Regions from separate parts of the Mus musculus genome. Here all the other regions are linked to region 3. The links are chromatin contacts, called in public Micro-C and promoter capture Hi-C maps. All regions are on one chromosome and are shown on one strand. The core of a region is the stretch at or near the end of the contact, and the rest is flanking DNA. Distances in the headings are between cores, read along the strand shown. Region 1 holds the start of Atad5 (ATPase family, AAA domain containing 5). Region 2 holds the start of Tefm (transcription elongation factor, mitochondrial). Region 3 holds the start of Psmd11 (proteasome (prosome, macropain) 26S subunit, non-ATPase, 11).

The links. A called contact is a pair of places that touch in the nucleus more often than the background predicts. Capture Hi-C pulls out chosen DNA fragments and counts their contacts.
Region 1: a contact with region 3 is called in a promoter capture Hi-C map of adipose tissue. The contact joins the promoter of Atad5 here to the promoter of Psmd11 in region 3. A contact is called at or near these places in 1 of 484 Hi-C or Micro-C datasets (embryonic stem cells), 3 of 115 datasets of contacts at active chromatin or transcription factors (extraembryonic endoderm stem cells, microglia and pancreatic cancer cells) and 3 of 9 other capture datasets (adipose tissue, liver and pancreatic islet).
Region 2: a contact with region 3 is called in a Micro-C map of embryonic stem cells, with 2.7 times the contacts expected there. The contact joins the promoter of Tefm here to the promoter of Psmd11 in region 3. A contact is called at or near these places in 1 of 484 Hi-C or Micro-C datasets (embryonic stem cells), 2 of 115 datasets of contacts at active chromatin or transcription factors (effector CD8 T cells and pancreatic cancer cells) and 1 of 9 other capture datasets (adipose tissue).

What each region holds. Positions count from the first base shown.
Region 1 is chr11:80,087,110-80,090,869 of GRCm38.p6, reverse strand. Atad5 (ATPase family, AAA domain containing 5) reads right to left here and starts at 1,470. Exons shown (of 23, transcript NM_001029856.2): 1 at 1,034-1,470. The coding sequence starts at 1,099.
Region 2 is chr11:80,140,826-80,144,253 of GRCm38.p6, reverse strand. It overlaps Tefm (transcription elongation factor, mitochondrial), which reads left to right and starts at 2,101. Exons shown (of 4, transcript NM_183275.2): 1 at 2,101-2,177. The coding sequence starts at 2,135.
Region 3 is chr11:80,426,116-80,429,867 of GRCm38.p6, reverse strand. It overlaps Psmd11 (proteasome (prosome, macropain) 26S subunit, non-ATPase, 11), which reads right to left and starts at 1,253. Exons shown (of 14, transcript NM_178616.3): 1 at 1,113-1,253. The coding sequence starts at 1,203.

The sequences.
Region 1 (3,760 bases), core at 221-2,720, 340 kb after region 3:
CATGGTGGCTCACAACCATCTGTAATGAGATATGATGTCTTCTGGTGTGTCTGAAGACAGCTACAGTGTCCTCATTTAAATAAATCTTTTAAAAAAAAAAAAAACTCGATTAACGGGGTGTGAATGGTGCATTCCTGTGATCCCTGAATAAGCAGGCTGAGGTGAGTAGGTGATGAATTTGAGATGTGCTGTGCTACACAGTAAATAATATAAATATTCTGTAGCTGAAAAAGTTACTTAATTATAAAAATTAAGAATTAGAATTTAAGTGAATACACATCTTAGCTCACTTTAAGGGCACCAGAACACATCAGAAAGCTAGCCTGGTATATGGTGTATAAAAACCATAGCATCTCTGAAGAGGCACAAGCCTGTAATGATGACAGAAGAAAAAGTAGGTCAGAGATGTACTTTAAGATCCTAAAAACTACTTCTAAACGGCATAGAATATCTTTATAGTTGTTTAGTATATATTTCTCTTTCTTTCTCAGAAAGCAAGGGCTTCCTACATTAAGCACTGTCCTCTACTTAGTGTATTCTCTAAAACATGGTAAATATTAAGCACCTACATGTCACTGAGACTCTTAACTACATTACATTAAGCTCTGCGGTCACGGTAAGTTCCTTACTTGATCCATTTAAGTGACATTCTAAATGGAATTCCTAGGACAGGTATTAGTACGGGACTAGCTGAACTTAAAGCTTCATCTTCTTCGCCGTTCTGTGATCCCACATCATCATGAACAAAGAAAGTGACCCTGAAATCCTTGGTGACATGCTATTCCACCAACGTTTCAAGGACCCGGGAACTGTAGTTTTCAAATCCTGACTTAACAACCAGCCCGAAAATATCTTAAAATGCCAACGCTTTTGTGAGAGCTTTACACGGCACACTGAGGCAACTATCCCACACAAAATTATGACTGTGGGTCATCGTGTCCCTCCTTCCTCGTCCCAGAAGCACGCAGGACTCCCCCCATCCTCACGCCACAATTCCCCAACACTGGCAGAAAGGAACTTGACGGATCCTCACCTCAATCTCGTAGTCCTTCACAGGAAGGGGTGCTGCAGCCGCCGCCATGCTCAGGACCCCCACCATGATCTCTGCCTCCTAGAACCCGGGCTCCTAGGCCCTTCAGAGGTCCGGCCCAGCCTGGCTGGAGGCCATAGGGGCGGCAGGTCCAGTGGGAGCGAGCTGCGAGCCGGGGAGCCCGTCTCGGGTCTCGTAGAGACCACCGGCCGGACGCGAGTGAGAGGCTGGGCCCAGGGCCGCCGAGTCAGACTCAGACAGAGATGTACGGGAAGCCCGGGCTCAGGCCCCGAGGTGGCGGCGGGACAATACAAGGTGCCCCCGGGGCAGATTCTCCAGAATAAGCGCTCGAGCCCCACAGAACGCAGATCGGACTAGTGGGGCTTCGGCGGGAGTTCTGTCAATTGGGTTTTCCCGCCGTCCGGAGCGCAGGGGGCGGAGCCTACGACCGCTGTCGGAGGCTGCGCAGACGGTGAGCCGCGAAGGACAAACTACTTCCTTTGGCGAATCTGCGCGCGATTGTAGCAATTTTAGATTAGGAATCTAGTTGAATTTCAGAGATTCGCACTTCCATGTTAAAGTTTGACTTATTGAAGACGTGTTTTGTCTAAGATTACCTAATCATTTGGTGGCCGAATTAACTTAGACTTTAGCCGTTCTTTTTGTTTGTTTGTTTTTCAAGACAGAGTTTCTCTATGTAGCCCTGGCTGTCCTGGAACTCACTCTGTAGACCAGGCTGGCCTCCAAGTGCCGGGATTAAAGGCGTGTGCCACCACTACCCGGCGACTTTAGCTATTCTTAAAATTATATTTTTGAAGCCAGGAAGTGGTGGTGCACTTGGACGGCAGAGCAGCAGATATCTTTAAGTTTGAGGCCAGACTACGTAGAAAGTTCCATTTCAGCCGAGAGACTCTGTCGTTATATAGATAGATATGTAGATAGACTGACTGACAGAAAGACAGACAGACAGAAGATAAAAAGAGATAGAGGAGCCAGGCAACGGAGGCACACTCACACCATTAATTCCAGCACTCTGGAGTTAGCAGAAACAGGCAGACCAGCAGTTTGAGGCCAGCCTGGTATACAGAGAGAAATCCAGGACAGCCAAGGCTACACAGAGAAACCCTATCACGAAAAATCTAAAAAAGGAAGAAAAGAGGCAGCCAAAAGACACCTCATGTTGATCTCTGTACTCTGCATGTATGTATGTACATCTGCACTAACCCACAGGAACATATTATACACATCACACACACAAATATATTTTTTCTTGTTTGTTTGTTTGTTTGTTTGTTTGTTTTTGAGACAGGGTTTCTCTGTATAGCCCTGGCTGTCCTGGAACTCACTTTGTAGATCAAACTCAGAAATTCACCTGCCTCTGCCTCCCAAGTGCTGGGATTAAAGGCGTGCGCCACCACTGCCTGGTGTGTATATATTGGAGGCCAGAAGAGAACATGGAACTGGAATTACAGGCAGTTTTGAGCTACCATTGTGGATGCTGGAAACCAAACCAAGGTCTTCTGCAAGAGCAACAAAGCCCTTTACAACTGAGTCATCTCTCAGGCCTCAGAAAGCATGGGCTGGGCTACTGAGCTACACACCCAGCCCACAATTAACCATTATAAACAGTCTTTGTAAAACCCAGTCACAGTGGTTAAAGATTTAACTGCTGCTGGGGCAGTGGTGGCACATGCCTTAGTCCCAGCACTTGTGAGGCAGAGGCAGGTGGATTTCTGAGTTTGTGGCCAGCCTGGTCCACAGAGTGAGTTCCAGGACAGCCAGGGCTACACAGAGAAACCCTGTCTCAAAAAAAAAATCAAAACAAAAAACAAACAAACAAAAAAGAGCGTAGACTGCACCTGCAGAGGACCTGAGTCTGGTTGCCAGCACCTAAGTCAGGTAGGTCACAACAGTCCTTAGTTCCAGCTCCAGGAGATCTGATGCCGTGTTCTGGACTTCACAGGTATTCACTCACACACACCCACATACCCACAGACAGACACACAACTGCACACATAATTTAAAAATAAATAAAAATAAGAACAAGTAAGTGGACTGTCAATGTTGTTGGAGTGCCACAGAGGATCAGAGAGCTTGCAGCACAATCACGAAAACATCCCAGCCCCGTGGAACACACTGGGCATTGTGTGTATGGCTGGAATGCCAGCTCTGAGACCAGCAGAGATAGGAGGACAACGGGGCCCGGCCTCCAGCCTAACTGGGAAACCATGAGCCCAGGTTCATGGCTACTCACAACCATAGGTAACTTCAGGCCCAGGGGATCTGATGCCCTCTTTTGGCTTCCATAGGCACAAAAACTCTGAATGAATGGGGTACAGAAACATACATGCATGCAAAATATTCATATACATAGCACACATATATACACACACACATACATACACACACACACACACACATATACCAGGGGCTAATCGGATATAGTAGCACACACCTATAATCACAGCACTTAGGAAGTAGAGGTGAAAGGTCAGCAGTTCAAGATTATTCTTCACTGCACAGTATGTTTGAGGCCAGCCTCAGCCCCACGAAACTCTATCTCAAAAAACAAAAACAACTTAAAAAGCAAATAACAAAAAAAAAAAAAAAAACTGTCCCTGGAACCTCTGCACACCTGCTTTGCCTCAGTCAAAATTCTGTGCTTTAAACTTAAGGTTTCTGAGCTTCCATTGTACCTGATGCATTATGTTCCACATTTCCACTTAGTCT
Region 2 (3,428 bases), core at 852-3,351, 290 kb after region 3:
CTGAAGTGTGAGGGAATAAATTTCCCATGGTCCATTTCAGCATCTCTGTGGTACTCAATGAAAGAATTCTGTATAAAATTTTGTGTTTTAAAAAATTTTGAGCAGGGTGTGGTGGCGCACGCCTTTAATCCCAACACTTGGGAGGCAGAGGCAGGTGAATTTCTGAGTTCGAGGCCAGCCTGGTCTACAGAGTGAGTTCCAGGACAGCCAGGGCTACACACAGAGAAACCCTGTCTCAAAAAACCTAAAAAGAAAAAAAAATTTGGAAGATTTTAAAATTGTCTTTATTTTTGTTAGATCCTTACATTCTGGAGACATCATTAAGATTCATAGAATTTCCATGAGTTTCCCTAACTAACCCTTTTTTTTTTTTTTTAAGACTAGGTCTTACTATGACAGCCCAGGCTGACCTGGAATTCATGCTTGAGTACAGGAATGTGTTACCACACCAGGCACTCTTTCTCTCTCTCTCTCTCTCTCTCTCTCAAATATTTATTTATTTATTTATTATATGTAAGTACACTGTCGCTGTCTTCAGAGACACACCAGAAGAGGGCATCAGATGCCATTACAGATGGTTGTGAGCCACCATGTGGTTGCTGGGATTTGAACTCAGAACCTCCAGAAGAGCAGTCAGTGCTCTTAACCGCTGAGCCATCTCTCCAGCCCCCAGGCTCTCTTAAGAATAACTTTTATTTTAGACTTATTAATTTGTGTATATGAGTGTTTTGCCTACATGTATGTCTGTGTGCCAAGTCTGTGCCTGGTGCCTGTGGAGGTCAGAAGAGGTTATTGGACATCCCCGGAACCAGAATTATAGATGGTTGTCAGCCACCATGTGGATGTTGTGAACCAAAGCCGGATCCTCCACAAGAGCAACAAGTACTCTGAACGGCTGAGCCTGTGAATAGCTTTTGTTGTTGATGCCTTTTGAGACAGAGTCATTTTTGTAGTCTAGGGTGGCCTCAAACTCATTACATAGCCTAGACTGGACTCAAACTCACAATTCTCCTCATGCTCCTAAGTGTGGGCATTATAGGTTAGCTACGACGTCTAATATAACCACAAACCCATTACTAGACCCTTTTCCACTCTTCTTCCTTAGCCCAGGTTTCATTCCCCACAGTTCACTCTGCCTTGGCAAGAAAATCTGTTGTCATTCCTCCTACGCCCCGCCCAAGTTACCTGGCAACAGCCAGGTAGGCCTGGCTTTGCTCTAAAAGGAACTGCTTGCCCTCTCTGACTCTTTTCTCTCTGACCCCTTTTCCCCTCTCTCCTCTTCTCCCTCCCCGTCCTCTTCAACGTGTACTGGGCCACCAGTTCGTTCGTGTTCTCTCTCTCTCTCTCTCTCTCTCTCTCTCTCTCCCCCCTTTCCCTGCCTCTACTCCCTTCTTAACTCCCCCCCCCCCCAATAAACTCTATGCCATACTGGAGCTGGGTACCTCGGAGAGGAGGGGATGCCTCAGGATGGGCACCTCACCACACCATACCGCGCTCCATAAAACACAACAATTGTTTTATAAAACATATCACAATAACTTTCCGATTCCTCTTTCTTGTCCTCAGGTTCTTCTACAGTCCAGCCTCACATTGGCTGCAAATGACCAATTTTCTTTTTTTCTAGAAAGCCCCTCTAATCTGACTTTGCAACTAAAAAACAAGCAACCTGCCCGACTTTTTCAACTGTTCCACTTCGCATTCCAAGGATCAAATGTGGCTCCAGACTCACCTCCCCCCATCCTTTTCAAACAGTCAAAAGTGCCCAGCGTCAAAGCGACCTCATACATTGGCCTTATCCCGTGCATCTCTCCCAGATACTCCTCCTCTCAACTCCGGACAGGGTTACATGTGTGCATATAGGCTCCCCACTGTCTGCTGTGTGTCTGGGAACCCAGAGGAGACTCGCCCCAAAACAGGATTAAACCTAGTCTACTCCTATGCATCTCGGCGATCCCGAACGGCCACACTTTCTCCAGAGACCATCAGCCATCAATTACTAGGAACTCCGTTGGCATTTCCCTGAGACTGTCGCTTTCGCCGGAACCCTTCTGCCCAGCCCCGGCCGAGCACTTTTTGTTGGAGCACACGAAACCGGAAGTTGAGGAGGAACACAGGCGTGGGAAAGAGCCTGGCGATGGCTTGGAGGACAAACCTTGCTTGCCTCATCAAGGCCGGAGGTAGGGTTCCTGAGCACGAGGTGGATTGCTTTCCAGTCACTAGCCTGTAACCGGGAGTGGTTCTCTTCTGCCCTGTGTCCGGTTGTCCAGCGTGGAGCTGTAGCGGAGCTGAGGGGCGTTCATGTCCCCCAGCCCCGGAGCCCGTCCGCTTTAATGGCCCGGGGTCCACGCGCGTGCGCCCCTTCCCGGGCCGGAGTAGCTCGCTTAGCCTCTGGCTGTGTCGTCTTCCTGTGGCCGCGCTGGGAGGATGACTTTACACTGTCTTATAAAGTTATCCATTGCACAATGTAGACTGCTTGCAAAAATACAGCCTTGTTAGCAATATTGAGAACCATGCAGAACAAAATAAACCGTCCCCACCACTTAGTTAATATCACCAGCCCCCGCTTGCCCCAGTCAGAGCTCCATGTTGCCCAAGCTGGCCTGCAACTCACTATGTAGCTAAATCCTGATCTTCCTGCTTCCATCTCCTAAATGCTAGGATTGCAAGTGAGGAACACCACTCCTGACCAGCTAAAACATTTATTATAAACGTATAAAGTTTAATTTCCTTTAGTTCCATCAGATGATAAACTAGTAAAAAATGGAACTGGAGATCAATCATAAGAGGCGATACAAAAAATCCTCATAATATTATAAATGCCATAAGTAGCAGACATTTGAAATAATTTTAATTAAAATTAAGTGGTTCTAGGTATAGAAACCAAGGCCTTGCCAGAAACTAGGTCCTATCTAACTGGCCCTTAACTTTTTTGATTGTTTTTACTTTAGCAAACAGTCTCATTGCCTGGAACACTGTACTAGACCAGTCTGGCCATGAACTCTCAGAGGTCTGCCTGGTTTTGCCTCCCAAATGCTGGTTTTGTTTGTTTGTTTGGTTTTTTTGAATCAGGGTTTCTCTGAGTAGCCCTGGCTGTCCTGGAACTCACTTTGTAGACCAGACTGGCCTTGAACTAAGAAATCGACCTGTCTTTGCCTCCCAAGTGCTGGGATTAAAGGCACGTGCCACCACTGCCTGGCTCAAATGCTGGTATTAAAGGTGGACTCTACTTATCCCGAGAAGACTACAATTTCTTTATTTTAATTAATTAAATTTTTGGAGATGAGGTCTCAGGTAGTCCAGACTGTCATAAAACTCTTGGAATCTGAATCTTGTATGGACTGCCCCTCAGGTGCTGAGGTTGTACATACGGAGTTACAGTGCCAGGCAACTACAGCTTCTTCCTTGAGACAGCGCCTCTGTGTAGTACT
Region 3 (3,752 bases), core at 4-2,503:
TAGTGGCACACGCCTTTAACGCCAGCACTTGGGAGGCAGAGACAGGCGGATTTCTGAGTTCAAGGCCAGCCTGGTCTACAAAGTAAGTTTCAGGACAGCCAGGGCTACATGGAGAAAATCTGTCTCAAAAAACCAAAAAAAAAAAAAAAAAAAAAAACCTCACATTACCACAGGAGGAAGCTCATTCTCTAACTGAACCCTTAAGGAATGAATATTAAAAGGCCTTCTCTGCCATCAACCACTTATTTCTATTTACACCTGAATCCCAGTAGAAAGCGACCGGCTGGAGGTTCCTACTTCAACTTTCCTGTTGCCCTACGGTTTAAGACAATCACGCTATGGTATTAAAATTTTTCTTTTTCTCCAGCAATGTGCGGCCCGCCGGTCCCAAAAAGTTCCCTGAACGACAGCCTCTCAGAACTCAGAACTAAACTTCAACCCCTACTGGGAAAAATGAGTCACCTCCTCTGTCCCGGCGGTCCCACTCGGACGACACTTCAGCTCACAAGCTACACCGGTCAAATACCAATCTTAAGCGTGTGGCACCCCTCAACTTCCCACACCCAGAAAGTGGCCCTCTGCTGCCGGCGGCTGCGGCTGAGGGCTGGCTGTAAGCGACAGCTCCCAGCGTCCCGGAAGAAAACTCCAAGAGAAGCGCTCGCGCTCCCACCCGGAGCAACCTGTGCTGATAACAACGGCGGGAAATGTCAGTCCTGCGCGGCAGTCGCCCGGACCTCTCAACAACACACTCTCCGACCCGTCTGTCCCGGGCCGCCACTCTCAGCCCCCGGCCAGCTCGCGCGGGCCACAATCGGGGACCCTTGAGGGGTAGCGAACCTGGCCCGGCCCGCTCGCCACGCTGCGCTGCGCTGCGCCCACCGTGAGTCAGCAGGCAGCAGGTGGACGGGCCGGCTGCCTAGGGGCTTCCCGCCCGATTGGAAGCCATGGGGCTCCTGGGGTCCCCGAGCGGCCTGCGCCCCCAGCCCGGCCCCCCTCACACACAGTGAGTCAGCAGCACCATAGCCGGCTAGCCCGGCCCCTCTCCGCCGCCTCCGACCCACACAGGCCGCGCCGGGACGGCGGAGCCGCGGGGACGGCGCCAGGCCCTTTACCGATGGAGTGGAGGATGTCGATGGAGGCCTCCCGGTCGGTGCTGAGTAGAGACTGGGCTCTCTGGAACTCCACCACCGCTGCGGCCGCCATCTTACCGCTCTCACACCGTCCCCGGCCGCGGCCGCCGACGCCGGAAACACACACCCGGAAGACCCGCCCTCGCGTTCCTACCAGAAGACCCCGCCTCCCTTCTCCGAGCACCCCGGGAGTTGTAGTCTCTCTGCCCCGTGGGTGGCCCAGGAGCGTCCCGCAAGCGACAAACGAGCTCCCCCATCGCCATCTCGCGGCCATCTGAAGAGACAAACCGAAATTAATCCCCACCACTCCAAAAGAGGCTGAGTACTCAAGGAAAGCTGCTTGGCTGTTTGTATAGTATCCCCGTGTAACCAGTCACTCATAGCGATAGATGATCTTTCAAATTGCCTATTATGTGGCAGGAATAGCACCGTTCAGATTCATTCAGATGTTTTGCAGGGAGGACACATACACACACTCCCTTCCAGGACGGAAGAAATCGCCAATGTAAAAGAACACTGTCTTTCACAAATAGCCATTCCATCATCGGACAGAGCTTCACATTGTGGATTGAAAGTCATCTTTGACCCAATCATTCAATCTAAATAGTTCTTGAGATTCACATTTGACTCATACCAGCTTTCCAGCTCAACAATAGAACAAAATTTTCCTCCCGTATCTCCAATTCCTTCAACTGTAATAGGATATCTGTGAAGATATCAAGGGAAAGGGGAAAAAAGCATGTTTCTTATCACTAAGGATCAACCTAAAGATGTTGCTAAACCTATACAGAGGGAGACCTTCTAAGTTGATGACAATCTGGAAATTAAATAGCTGTGCTGTATAAAAAACTAAGTAGAACCAACATTATACTCCTCTATGACTGGACTAATCAATCTCTATACCTGTCTCCTTTCATTTGTCCAACAATACTCAACAAGAGTCTTTGAAAAAATATTTAATTAATACCTAAGGAAACTGAAGGGAATAAAGTGACTGACAGAACTGAGACCTGGTAGGAAAGACATTCCCACCCTTTGCATTTTCTAATGAAATCTGGGTAATATCCCACCATGCTGGTAACAGAAGTCCTGACTTTGTTGTGTCACGTGAACTAAACTGGCTTCCAAATTCTCCCAACTCTGAAATTCCATGAACTTCGGTGTAATGCTGTGATCATCCCCCCCCCCCCACACACACACACACACACACTCACCCAAGAAGTCATTCCTTCTTTCTCAATCTGATGGAGAGCTAATGAGACTATACTGAATTCATTTGTTGTTGTAGTTTTTAAGTTTTTACTTCTATGTCTGTCTGTCTGTGGGAACTCACATGCCATGGCATGCACATGGAGAAGGGAACTCTTGCAGAAGTCAGTACTCACAATCATGGCCAGCCCAGAGATTGAACTCAGGGACTCATGTTTGGCAGCAAGCACCCTTATCTGTGCCCTCTTCCCTTCTCCTCTCCCAGGTGCTAGAATTAAAGGCACTTCCAGCTTCTGTCTCTTTTTTTTTTTTTTTTTTTTTTTGGTTTTTTGAGACAGGGTTTCTCTGTATAGCCCTGGCTGTCCTGGAACTCACTTTGTAGATCAGGCTGGCCTCGAACTCAGAAATCCGCCTGCCTCTGCCTCCCAAGTGCTGGGATTAAAGGCGTGTGCCACCACAACCAGTCTCCAGCTTCTGTATCTTTTCTTTCTCTCTTTCTTTCTCTCTTTCTTCCTTTCTTTCTTTCTTTCTTTCTTTCTTTTTTGTTGTTGTTTTGTTTTGTTTGTTTGCTTGTTTGTTTGTTTGTTTTTCGAGACAGGGTTTCTCTGTGTAGCCCTGGCTATCCTGGAACTCACTCTGTAGACCAGATGGCCTCGAACTCAGAAATCTGCCTGCCTCTGCCTCCCGAGTGCTGGGATTAAAGGCGTGTGCCACCACACCCGGCCTCTGTATCTTTTCTTAACCAATTCAATTGTATCATCATCCTGAATGTACAATTTAAGAACAACAGGCTTTGGAAATGCTACTTTTGTTCCAAACTCTAGGCGGGGTACTAGTAGATGGTGACTTCTGTAGACTCCTACTCACTTTGATCTTTAGCGTTCCTATCTGAATAACAGGGATAAGAGGGGCTAGAGAGATGGCTCAGCGGTTAAGAGCACTGACTGCTCTTCCTAAGATCCTGAGTTCAATACCCAGCAACCACATGGTGGCTCACAAGCATGTGTAATGAGATCTGATGCCCTCTTCTGGTATGTCTAAAAACAACTACAATGTACTTATATAAATATAATAAATAAATCTTTCTTTTTTTTTTTCCTCGAGACAGGGTTTCTCTGTGTAGCTCTGGCTGTCCTGGAGCTCATTCTGTAGACCAGGCTGGCCTTGAACTCAGAAATCCGCCTGCCTCTGCCTCCCCAGTGCTAGGATTAAAGGCGTCCACCATGCCCGGCTCCTAAATAAATCTTTTAAAACAACAACAACAACAATAACAACAACAAACCGCTAGGCGGTGTGTGGCGCACGCCTTTAATCCCAGCACTCGGGAGGCAGAGGCAGGCGGATTGAGGCAGAGGCAGGCAGATTTCTGAGTTCGAGGCCAGCCTGGTCTACAGTAGAGTGAGTTCCAGGACA